Linked DNA regions of Sus scrofa: region 2 is linked to region 1. The links are chromatin contacts, called in public Hi-C maps. All regions are on one chromosome and are shown on one strand. Each heading gives the region's core, a stretch centred on a gene start, on an enhancer-like site or on the middle of the called end of the contact. The rest is flanking DNA. Distances are from core to core; before and after follow the strand shown.

What was found. A called contact is a pair of places that touch in the nucleus more often than the background predicts.
Region 2: a Hi-C map of omental adipose tissue shows a contact between it and region 1, with 2.7 times the contacts expected there. The contact joins two enhancer-like sites. A contact is called at or near these places in 9 of 47 Hi-C or Micro-C datasets (alveolar macrophages, embryonic fibroblasts, fetal skeletal muscle and 6 more).

What each region holds. Positions count from the first base shown.
Region 1 is chr4:7,033,380-7,038,343 of Sscrofa11.1, forward strand. The region is part of intron 4 of ZFAT (zinc finger protein ZFAT); the gene reads left to right. Among named protein-coding and RNA genes, the nearest start is that of ZFAT, 66 kb to the left of the region's middle. Within about 2 kb of position 1,857, at least 4 of the 83 cell types and tissues checked have an H3K27ac peak or open chromatin away from gene starts, as enhancers often do. A contact at or near this core is called in omental adipose tissue, where this site is marked.
Region 2 is chr4:8,094,229-8,099,253 of Sscrofa11.1, forward strand. WISP1 (WNT1-inducible-signaling pathway protein 1) reads right to left here. Exons shown (of 5, transcript XM_021088876.1): 2 at 605-884. Among named protein-coding and RNA genes, the nearest start is that of WISP1, 14 kb to the right of the region's middle. Within about 2 kb of position 2,338, at least 3 of the 83 cell types and tissues checked have an H3K27ac peak or open chromatin away from gene starts, as enhancers often do. A contact at or near this core is called in omental adipose tissue, where this site is marked.

The sequences.
Region 1 (4,964 bases), core at 607-3,106:
TTGCAAGTTGGCAGCCCTCGGGCACATCCAACCTGCAGACTTGATTTCTTTGTCCTGCGTGGTTTTCTTTTCCCAGAAAAATCTCATTTACCTGCTAGCATCTGAAACCCAGAGATTGGAGTTCCCGTCATGGCACAGTGGAAATGAATCCCGACTAGGAACCATGAGGTTGTGGGTTCGATCCCTGGCCTCGCTCAGTGGGTTAAGGATCTGGTGTTGCTGTGAGCTGTGGTGTAGGTGGCAGACGCAGCTCGGATCCCACGTTGCTGTGGCTCTGGCGTAGGCCGGTGGCTACAGCTCCGATTGGACCCCTAGCCTGGGAACCTCTATAGGCCTCGGGTGTGGCCCTAAAAAGACAAAAGATAAATAAAAAAATAAATAAGAAAAAATAAAAACCCGGAGATTGGAATTCCTGCTGTGGCGCATGGGTTAAAAATCCAACTGCAGTGGCTTGGGTCTCTGCGGAGATGCGGGTTCGATCCTGGCCCGTCAGCAGCGAGTTAAAGGATCTGGGCATTGCCACAGCTGTGGCTTAGGTCACAGTCTTGGCTGGGGTTCAGTCCCTGCCCCAGGCACCTCTGCATGGGCGGGAAAAGAAAAAAAGGATACACATAAAGTCCAGAGAGTTCAAATACAGATTCAACTTCTTGGAATTTCCCAGGGGGTGGGCTTCCTGTGTGGTTACCCCTCTTCCCCCCCATTGGGCCTCCTGCTGTGGGGCCCGGTGCCCTCGCCTTTCCTGGGCGAGCTTCCTTGGGGGGTGGTTCTGAGGACCCGGAGTTGTCACCTGCCTCCCTACCTTGAATTTGTCCTCCCCTCTGCACTCAAGGCTCCCTGGGGGTTAAGGCTCTCCTCTGCTCCCTCCCCCGACTGGCTGGCCTGCCTCTGCCCCCTGCCTGCCTCCCTCCCCGATCCCTTCATCTCCCTCCCTGGAGCAGCCTTCCCCGGTGCCTCCGCCACAGGATTCCTGCGTTCTCCCGTGCTCTCTGGTGGCACGTGCATACAATCTGTGTTTCTGCCTGATTTTTAAATTCCTTGTGAATTGCCCAAGTGGCTTTGGAAGCATATAGGCCTGAATTTGATCCTCTCAGGCAAAGTATAGCTTCTTCCTCTACAACATGGGATAATAATAATATCTTCATGACTGACTTATTGGGGCCACCGTGTACAGCTGTGCAGGTTGCACACTGCACAAGGGTACCATGTCTAAAGAGATCATCACTCATCATAGATTTGTATACTCATTATGACAGTGTTCTGCACATGGTAGTAGAGTATCTAGTTCCAGCAGAGTGAGCACATTGTGAGCAGTTTTTGACAGGGGGAGCTAGTGTCTTAAGAAAAGGGTGCTTTTTCCCCTCTTGCAGAGGTGCCTTGTGGGCGGGCAGCCACCCAGCTTGTCAGGATTAGATGTGGTGAGGGATATACAAGCGCCTGGTCCTCAGGGAGTGTCTGTCTTCTTCCCTCTGTTGAAAGCAGGGTTTGAGCTACTATCACAGAAGTGAGGCCAGAGGTGGGGCCCCAGCCCAAGTGTGTGTGTTGGGGGCACTGGGTTGGGAAATGGGGTCTTACAAGGAAAGAGCAGGGGCTGGGAGTCCAGCCTCCCCTGTACTTAGCCCGAGCTGCTTCTCCATCAGAATCTGGAAGTCTTCCTGAGTTTCACTTGATTCCAAGACTCGCATTTTAACATCCCTAAATGAGGAGGTGTCTCGCAAGTAGTACTATTAGAAACCAGTGTGTCTTAGTCTTTTTTGGTCACATTTTGATCTTTTTTAGTGTTGTTTATGTAAAGTATCAGTGTCCTAGAGTAGCTGTTGTCTTAGATTTGAGGGGATACAGTAATGAGACCTCTTTCACAGGATCCTTGCGAAGATGAAGCATGCCTGGCATGAGCCTTGGGTGGTGCCAGCTCGTACCGAGGGCTTAACGGACTGAGGCTTCCTTTTCTTCTGCCTCTTCCTCCTGGACCCTTTGTTTTGGTTACAGGAAATTTTCAGCAGTGGTGATATATGTCATATCCACAGCTGGTTAAAAGTGCTGCAAAATAAACTAAGCGGAAGGCAAATGTTTTATCCAAGCCCCGGCCTTTTATCCTGAAAATAAAGGGGAAAAAGTGTTTTCCATTGTACTAAGCTACACAGTGTGAGAGTTTATTCGTTACCTTGGATGTGACAGCAGTCTGGCTGTATGTTGCTGAAATATTTCCACTCCTACTGGGAGGCTGCCAGCACTTATGAATTTAATAACTTAAGGGCAGGTGAAAAACAAGAAAACAAAAAATCTAACTCTGAAAGAATCTGCCATCCTGCTCATCTCCTAAGGTCAGCGGTTTAATAGGATCTTGATTTTGGCTGTTGAACGCTCTAATCAATCCAAGTAAAAGTTGAAAAGCAGAGAAGGATGATTTATACTAATCAACAAGAGGAAGGCAGAGGGTTTTTTACACTATAGCTTTAATTTTTTATTTACTATTATTTTTTTTTAGGGCAGCACCCTGGGCACATGGAGGTTCCCAGGCTAGGGGTTGAGTTGGAGCCGTAGCTGCTGGCCTACACCACAGCCACAGCAGCACGGGATCTGAGCCTCATCTTCGACCTACACTACAGTTCACGGCAATGTTGGATCCTTAACCCACTGAGCGAGGTCAGGGATCGAACCTGTGTCCTCATGGATCCTAGTCAGGTTCGTTAACCACTGAGCCACAATGGGAACTCCTACTCTGGCTTTTAAATAGAGAAACTTGATGGTCTGGTCGTGAGCATTTTGTCTTCTTGTGGTCATGGGTAAGTGGCTAAGGGTGTTTCTCATCACCAGTTCATCTAACACTTACTGATACCACCTGCTGTGCCCCTGGTGGCGTGTTAAGACGAGGATGGGTGACACTGGGGTGGGTGGGGCTCTGGGGGCAGGTAACGCATGCAGGTGGTGAGGAATGTGCTGGACAAAGATGTGGGTGCAGAGCCAGCCCTGAGAGCCCACAGAGGCCTGCCACCCCATGGAGGTGGCACAGGGACCAGACCGAGCCCTGGCTGTCCCTCTGTGAGCCGTCTCACTCCTCCCCGTGAGATGTATACCTCACAAGGTGTTTGATTTTGGACAAGGTCATGCATGTGCCAAGCACTGTACCTGCTTCTTCTCAAATGGAGTGCCCTTTCCAGAGAATACACACTGGTAGCTGTTGGTTTGTTTTGTTTGCTAGAGTGTTTGTTTTAACTTCGTATTTGAAATAATAATAGGTTCATGGGGACTTTGAAGGAGCATGCAGAGAGCTCTTATATTGCCTTACCTGGTTCACTGCAATGGTTACATTCTTTGGGCGGAGGGGGGGCGGGGGGGGAAATAAAAAATGTGTTTAACTTAAAACTGACCCTTTTGACCATTTTTAGGTGTAGAGTTTAGGGCATAAGGACGTTCACGTTGTCATGAAGCCCTCGCCGCCGTTCACCTCCAGCACTTTTTCATCCCCCCACCCAGTGGTTACGCCGTGCGTGACTGCTGTGCGGTGTCAAAGCCAGCAAAGGAATGCTGGTGCTGGGCGTGTGGTTCTTATCCGCTTTTACCACGTGTGTGGGTTTCTGGAGCCACCCCTGTAGTCAAGGTGCAGGACTGTTTGTTGACATTTTACCAGTTTCAGTGAAGTGTAATTGTTTCGTTTTTTTGCGTTTTAGGCCTGCACCCGTAGCATATGGAGGTTCCCAGGCTAGGGGTCGAATTGGAGCTACAGCTGCCGGCCTACACACAGCCACAGCAACACCGGATCCTTAACCCACTGAGAGAGGCCAGGAATCAAACCTGCGACCTCGTGAATACTAGTCAGGTTCGTTACCACTGAGCCACGATGGGAATTCCCTGAGTAAAGCTTAGAAACCTCATGTCCCCCATTATTTATAATTATCTTAACAGTTTCTTCTGCAGACGTCAAGAACCATGTCAGACAGAGTTATGCCTTTTGCTTAATGGTCGAATATAATTTAGGAAATTAACAGGAAAAGGGACATCTGAGCTATTTGGCCATGTTTTCACCCTTCCCTTTGCCCACGTCCCCTTTCTCGATGTCCCAGGATTCACTGTTTTAGTGCTTTTCTTCCGTTCGGAGCACTTCCTCGGCCATCCTCTGGGTTGGGTCTCATCGCAACAAGTTCTCTTTCTTCCTCTGGGGGTGCTGGTTTCCCCTTCATTCCTAAAGGACATTTTTGCTTAGTGTAGAATTATGGGTGGACTGTTCTGTCCTTTCTGTACTTGAAAGGGCTGTGCTGCTTCCCTCTGGGCTCCATGTGTCTGATGAGAAGTCTGCTGTCCCTTGAATAGTTTTTTATTTTTCTCACAGGAAATTTTCTTGCTAATTTCAGACTTTCTCTCTATTTTCAGTTTTCAGAAGTTTTGTTATAATGTGTCTTGGCATAGATCTCTTTGGATTTGCTCTGGAGTTTGCTTTTATTTTTGCTTTTTAGGGCCACACCCATGGCATATGGAGGTTCCCAGGCTAGGGGTTGAATCAGAGCTGCCGGCCTACACCACAGCCACAACTACACCAGATCTGAACCGCGTCTGCAGCCTGCACCACAGCTCGTTGCAACACCGGATCCTTAACCCACTGAGCAAGGCCAGGGTTTGAACCCGCATCGTCATGGATCCTAGTTGGGTTCGTTAACCACTGAGCCACAAAGGGAACTCCCTGCTAATTTTCTTGACTGTGTGGGTTTGTGTCTTTTGCTAAACTTGGGAAATCTTCAGCCACTATTTATTTGAATAGTTTTCTACATCTCTCTCCTTTCCTGGGATTCTGCTGACACAAGTATTAGATTTTTGTTATAGTCCCACAGGTCCCTCAATCTCTGTTTGTTCTTTTTCAGTCTATTTTTTGTTATTCAGATTGTATATTTTTATTGTTCCATCTTCACAGTCACCGATCGTTCTGGCAGAGGTGGGCAGGAGCTGCAGTGCTGTCTGCGGGGTTTGGCTGT
Region 2 (5,025 bases), core at 1,088-3,587, 1.1 Mb after region 1:
TATGGAGGTTCCCAGGCTAGGGGTCTAATCGGAGCTGTAGCTGCTGTCCTACGCCAGAGCCATAGCAATGCCAGATCCGAGCCACGTCTGTGACCTACACCACAGCTCATGGCAACAGCGGATCATTAACCCACTGAGCAAGGCCAGGGGTCGAATCTGCAACCTCATGGTTCCTGGTCAGATTTCTTAACCACTGAGCCACAACGGGAACTCCCTACTAGATATTTTTAAACCGTATTATTTTAATTTACAACAATACTAAAATATCTGAATCTCCACAGGGTGCTGGTGCCCCTGGAAGGTCACAGGCATCCTGCAAAAAGTCCTACCCCTAAGAGAACCAAACCAGGCTTAGGTCTTTGCTGGGGGCTCCTTCTCCCCTGGAGTCAGCCATGGATATGCCTCCAGGATGGAGAAGAGGGAAGGGAGTCAGGATCTGTATGCAAGAGGAACGCAGGAAATGGGGTGCAGCCTCTGGTCCCTAATCAGGGACTGAACTGGGGGGTGCCTCCTGCAGAACTGGAGCCGGCCAGAGGAGGGGGAATGGGGGGGGCAGAGCTGGGGGTGCTGGGTGCTGGCTGGAAGGTGGGGGGGTGTCACTTACGTGCACACACTCCTACTGCGTACCTCGGGCGGTCCCCACTATAGTCGCAGTAGAGGCCCCGGTGGGGGTCACAGGTGGCGGCCTCAGTGCAGTTGTCCCCGAGCTGCTGAGCGCACATCTTACAGCATTCGCAGCCGTCAGTGATGAGGCTGACCCCCAGCGGGCAGCGGGGTGGGGACGGCGGGCACTCGCATGGCCACTTGCAGAACTGGGGGCGTGCAGAAGTGTCCTCCAGAGGTGCCGGGGTGAAGGCCATGGCCGTGGGGGCTGGAGAGAAGGCCTGTGGGGGAGGGCGAAGGGCAGACATAAAGGGGGCTGCCAGGCCGGGGTGTCAAAGCCCCAGACCTGCCATCACCGTCCAGTTTTCACGGCGCTCAAAGGTTTACACCAAATTCTCTTTTCCTCCAGGGCTTTTGATGGCCAGGCATCTTCTTTCTCCCAAATGAAACAGAAAGGACAGAGGAGCCAGGAGCTCAGAGATCTTAAGCCAGTGTCTAAATCCCCTGCTGGTAGGTGGGGAGAGGGGGGAAATTCTCTGAATCCCTCGCATGTTTTCCTTTCTTGCCCATCACCTCGAAACCAGGAAGGTCCGTGAGGCACCTTGTTTTATAGTCGAGGGAGCTGAGGCTTTACGTAAACACCTTCTTCCTCTTTTTCTCTGTTTTGGCCGCCCTGCAGCATGTGGCGTCCCCAAGCCAGGGATCAGATCTGAGCCACAGTTGCAACCTATGTCGCAGCTGTGGCAACGCCAGATTTTTGAACCCACTCTGCTGGGCCGGGGATCAAACCTGCGTCCTGAAGCTGCAGAGACGCCGCTGTTCCTGCTATGCTGTGATGGGAACTTTCTTCTTTTTAAAAAACATTTAATTTTATTGGAGTAGAATTGACTTAGAGAGTTGTATTCGTTTCAGGTGCACAGCAGAGAGAATCAGTCCTACATAGAAATACATCCATTCTTTTTCCCCATGCAAGTTACTGCCAACGAATGAGTAGATGTGCCTGTGCTGTACAATAGACTCTGGTTAACCATCTCTTTTATACCTAGTGGTGTGTTATTCTCACCCTCCCCAAAACGCCGCGAGGCGCGTCCCAGACCCCATCACCCTTCACCCCATCATCCTTCTCTCCGTCCTAAAGATCCATCCTCTCTATTCCACTAAGGGTCCTTAAGAGCCACTTGACTCATTTAAAAGGAGATTTCAGCCAGCTGACCTATTATCCTATTATTATTATTATTATTATTATTATTATTCTCCCCTCTAAGCCAAGGGAAAGGGCTGCAGTGGGGTCCAGCCGGTCGGTCACAGGTGTCCAGCCTCAAGGCACCTGAAGCTGGCTCGCCCTGCCCCCGAGGCGAGGGGAGCGATGGTCCAGCTGCCAGTGAAAGCCCAGCAGCCAGGGGTCCTTTTCTTTTGTGATAAGGGTGAGGGCTGCCCGCTCCACTCCCCCACCTGCCCTTCTCCCCAGGGCCCCATTCCCATCCCCCTGCCCATAGGCTCATCTTCATACTGGCAAATGTGACGGACAGGACAACAGGCCAATGGGGGAAGGGCAATGAGATGAGCCGTCCCTGTGCCGAAGATCAGGCAGGTAGAACAGGAGGCTCCCTGGGGTGGGGACCAGGGTCAGGACCTTCAAGCTGCCTGAGTGTCAGGGATCCACTCACCTGCCTGCCCCCTCTGCTGCCTCCCCAGACCGCCATCCTGGCCCCTCCCTCTTTACAGGGAGGAAGGGAACTGCCTGCAGAGGGAGGGGTCGGGCTGTGCTCCCAGGCATTTTCCCTCCCCGAGGCTGGTGGTCCCTGCTGGTTGGCAGAGGTGGGGGCCAGGGCTTATGTGGGGGGTCACACAGGCTGTCTCCTCTATCTTGAACCAGAGGAGCCCTTCTCTGTGGAAGTGATAGACCGGCACCTCATTCTCTGAACAACACATGCTGAGCTATGCAGATTCTTCTCCCTTTTCCCGAGGAGGAAGTCCAGACCCAAAGAGGCAGAGGGACAGGACCAGGATGACATGTCCCACATTGGGGCCCTGATGCAAATGACTCTCTGATCTTTCCTTTCTGCACTCTTTACCTCTGCCTGCTCTGGGCTCTTTTAGTCACTCAACAAACGTTTGCTGTGTTGGCTCATGGTCGCTCTTCTCTTAAGTTTTAGGCATTTGAAGATGGAGTTTAAAACTTCCTGTGCTTGTGAGGCCACAGCTTATAGGAGAGGCAGACCTCAGAGTTGAGTTATTACGATATGAGCTACGAACAGACTGCTGAGCATCTGGCAGGGGTTGGGGGGAGAGCAGCCAGTAGCTCTCTGAGCACCAGAACAGGAAGCTCTCTGCTGCTGGGAGTGGGGTGCATGCTTGCATGCTGGGCTGTGAGGACCAGAGGCCGGGAGAGGTGGTCCAGGTTGAATTGCTGGATTAGTTGGGCTCTTGGTTCTGGGCTTGGCACATCGTAAGTTCAGTAAATATTGATTTGGCAAATAAAGCGCCTTTGGAAGTCAAAAATGCAAACCTAGATTTGAGGCTTTGTTACCGCGAGGCTTGGTTTCAGACAGGTTTGTGGGATGGGAGCCGATTGCTCTGGAGCTTGGCGGGGCTGCTCTGTGTTCATCTGGGAAGCATTTAGTTTGCCTGCCCTTGTTTGCTTTTCCTCGAAAAATACAACATGACACAACAAACTCCCAAAGCCCCAAATCAATGAACCAACCAAACACACACACACACACACACACGAACCCTCCTCTCTCTGACTCCATGAGGTTTTTCCTCGTCAGTCTGTGACAGTGGTGGCCCAGAGCTTTAGGAATCCTGGGACTATCTATGATGGTCCCTCAGGACCTACTTTTGGGAGAGGATATCAAAAAGCCCTCTCCTCCAGGAAGCCCACCTTGCCTTTCCCAGGCTATGTTAGGGGTGCTACCTTCCCCACTAGAATGTGAGCTTATAAAAGTGGGGTCTGTGCCTTCCTTCTCTCTGTGGGCCTGAAACACAGCCCATGGCACAGGGCAGGGTTTTGTAAGTGTCGCCTGGTGGAATGGATGGATGGGGCATTTTTCACTCTAAGGGGCCTGGGTGTCTCTTAGACAGTCAAGACCCACCCTCCGGGAACTCTCCTCTCCACCCTGGTTAAGACTTCTTTTTTTAGGGCCGCACCCACAGCATGTGGAAGTTTCCAGGTTAGGGGTCGAATTGGAGCTGCAGCTGCTGGCCTGCCCCACAGCCACAGCAACGCCAGATACAAGCCATGTCTGCCACCTACACCACAGCTCATGGCAACGCCAGATCCTTAACCCACTGAGCAAGGCCAGGGGTCGAATCCGTGTCCTCATGGTTACTAGTCAGGTTTATTACTGCTGCACCACAGCAGGAACTCCTCTGATTAAGTTTGATTGTCAAGAAAATAGCAGGGAACCCAGGACAGCTATGGATTCTCTGTGGGTGGCCTTGGGTAAGCTTCCTGACCATTAGCAAGTTCAAGCTCCCCAGAAGGAAATCTCCTTTCCAAGGGCATGCAGGGAGCCCCAGGGCACACAGCTCCTCAAAGGAAGCTCAGGAGAGGGGCCCCTTGCCCTGCGGAAGCAGGAGATGGTACCCACAGGGCAGTGGAAGGACAGGCTCTGGGTCCTCTGAACCAAGCCCTTGATGTTGGCGCCATCTAGTGGTTGGAAACCTCCCAGCCCCGGGTGGAGAGAAGATCCTTGATGAGAGCTGTGGCCTTGGGAGGCCCTTTGGATCCCAGGGCCTCCTGGGGTTGGTGCACCACCCTCTCAATCCCGACTGCTTTGTCCTGCATCCACACCCCAGGGGAAGTGATTGCGCGGGCACACACACACACACACACTCTTTATATCAGGCACCGTGAATGCGCAAGACGGCGTGGTGGCAGGTCCGCCTGCCCTTGGTCTGGATACTTGGACCATGACAAACTCCCTGCCCTATGGCGCCTGCATCATTTTTTCTAACAGCAGAGGCTAAGGGTGAAGAAAGGGGAGGAAAGGAGACAGGAGAATGTTGTCTGGGGAAGGCCCTCGAGCATCCAGCCTTGGTCACTTCCAAATTGTGGTTGTTCCCATAAAAGTCTCTTATGGAGTTCTCTTTGGTTGTGGCTCAGTGGGTTAGGAACCTGACTAGTCTCCATGAGGATGCGGGTTCGATCCCTGGCCTCACTCAGGGGGTCAAGGATCGGTGTTGCCGTGAGCCGTGGTGTAGGTCGGAAACTCGGCTTGGATCCCGCGTTGCTGTGGCTGTGGTGTAGCCCAGCAGCTGCAGCTCTGATTTGACCCCTAGCCTGGGACCCTGCATATACTATGGTGTGGCTGTAAAAAGAAACAAAGAAAAGAGAAAAAGAGGCGGCTTTGGATGTAGACTCCCCGCAGACACTGCTGTGACTATGGGGGGAAGACAGGGAGTGGGGGTCTCGCCCTG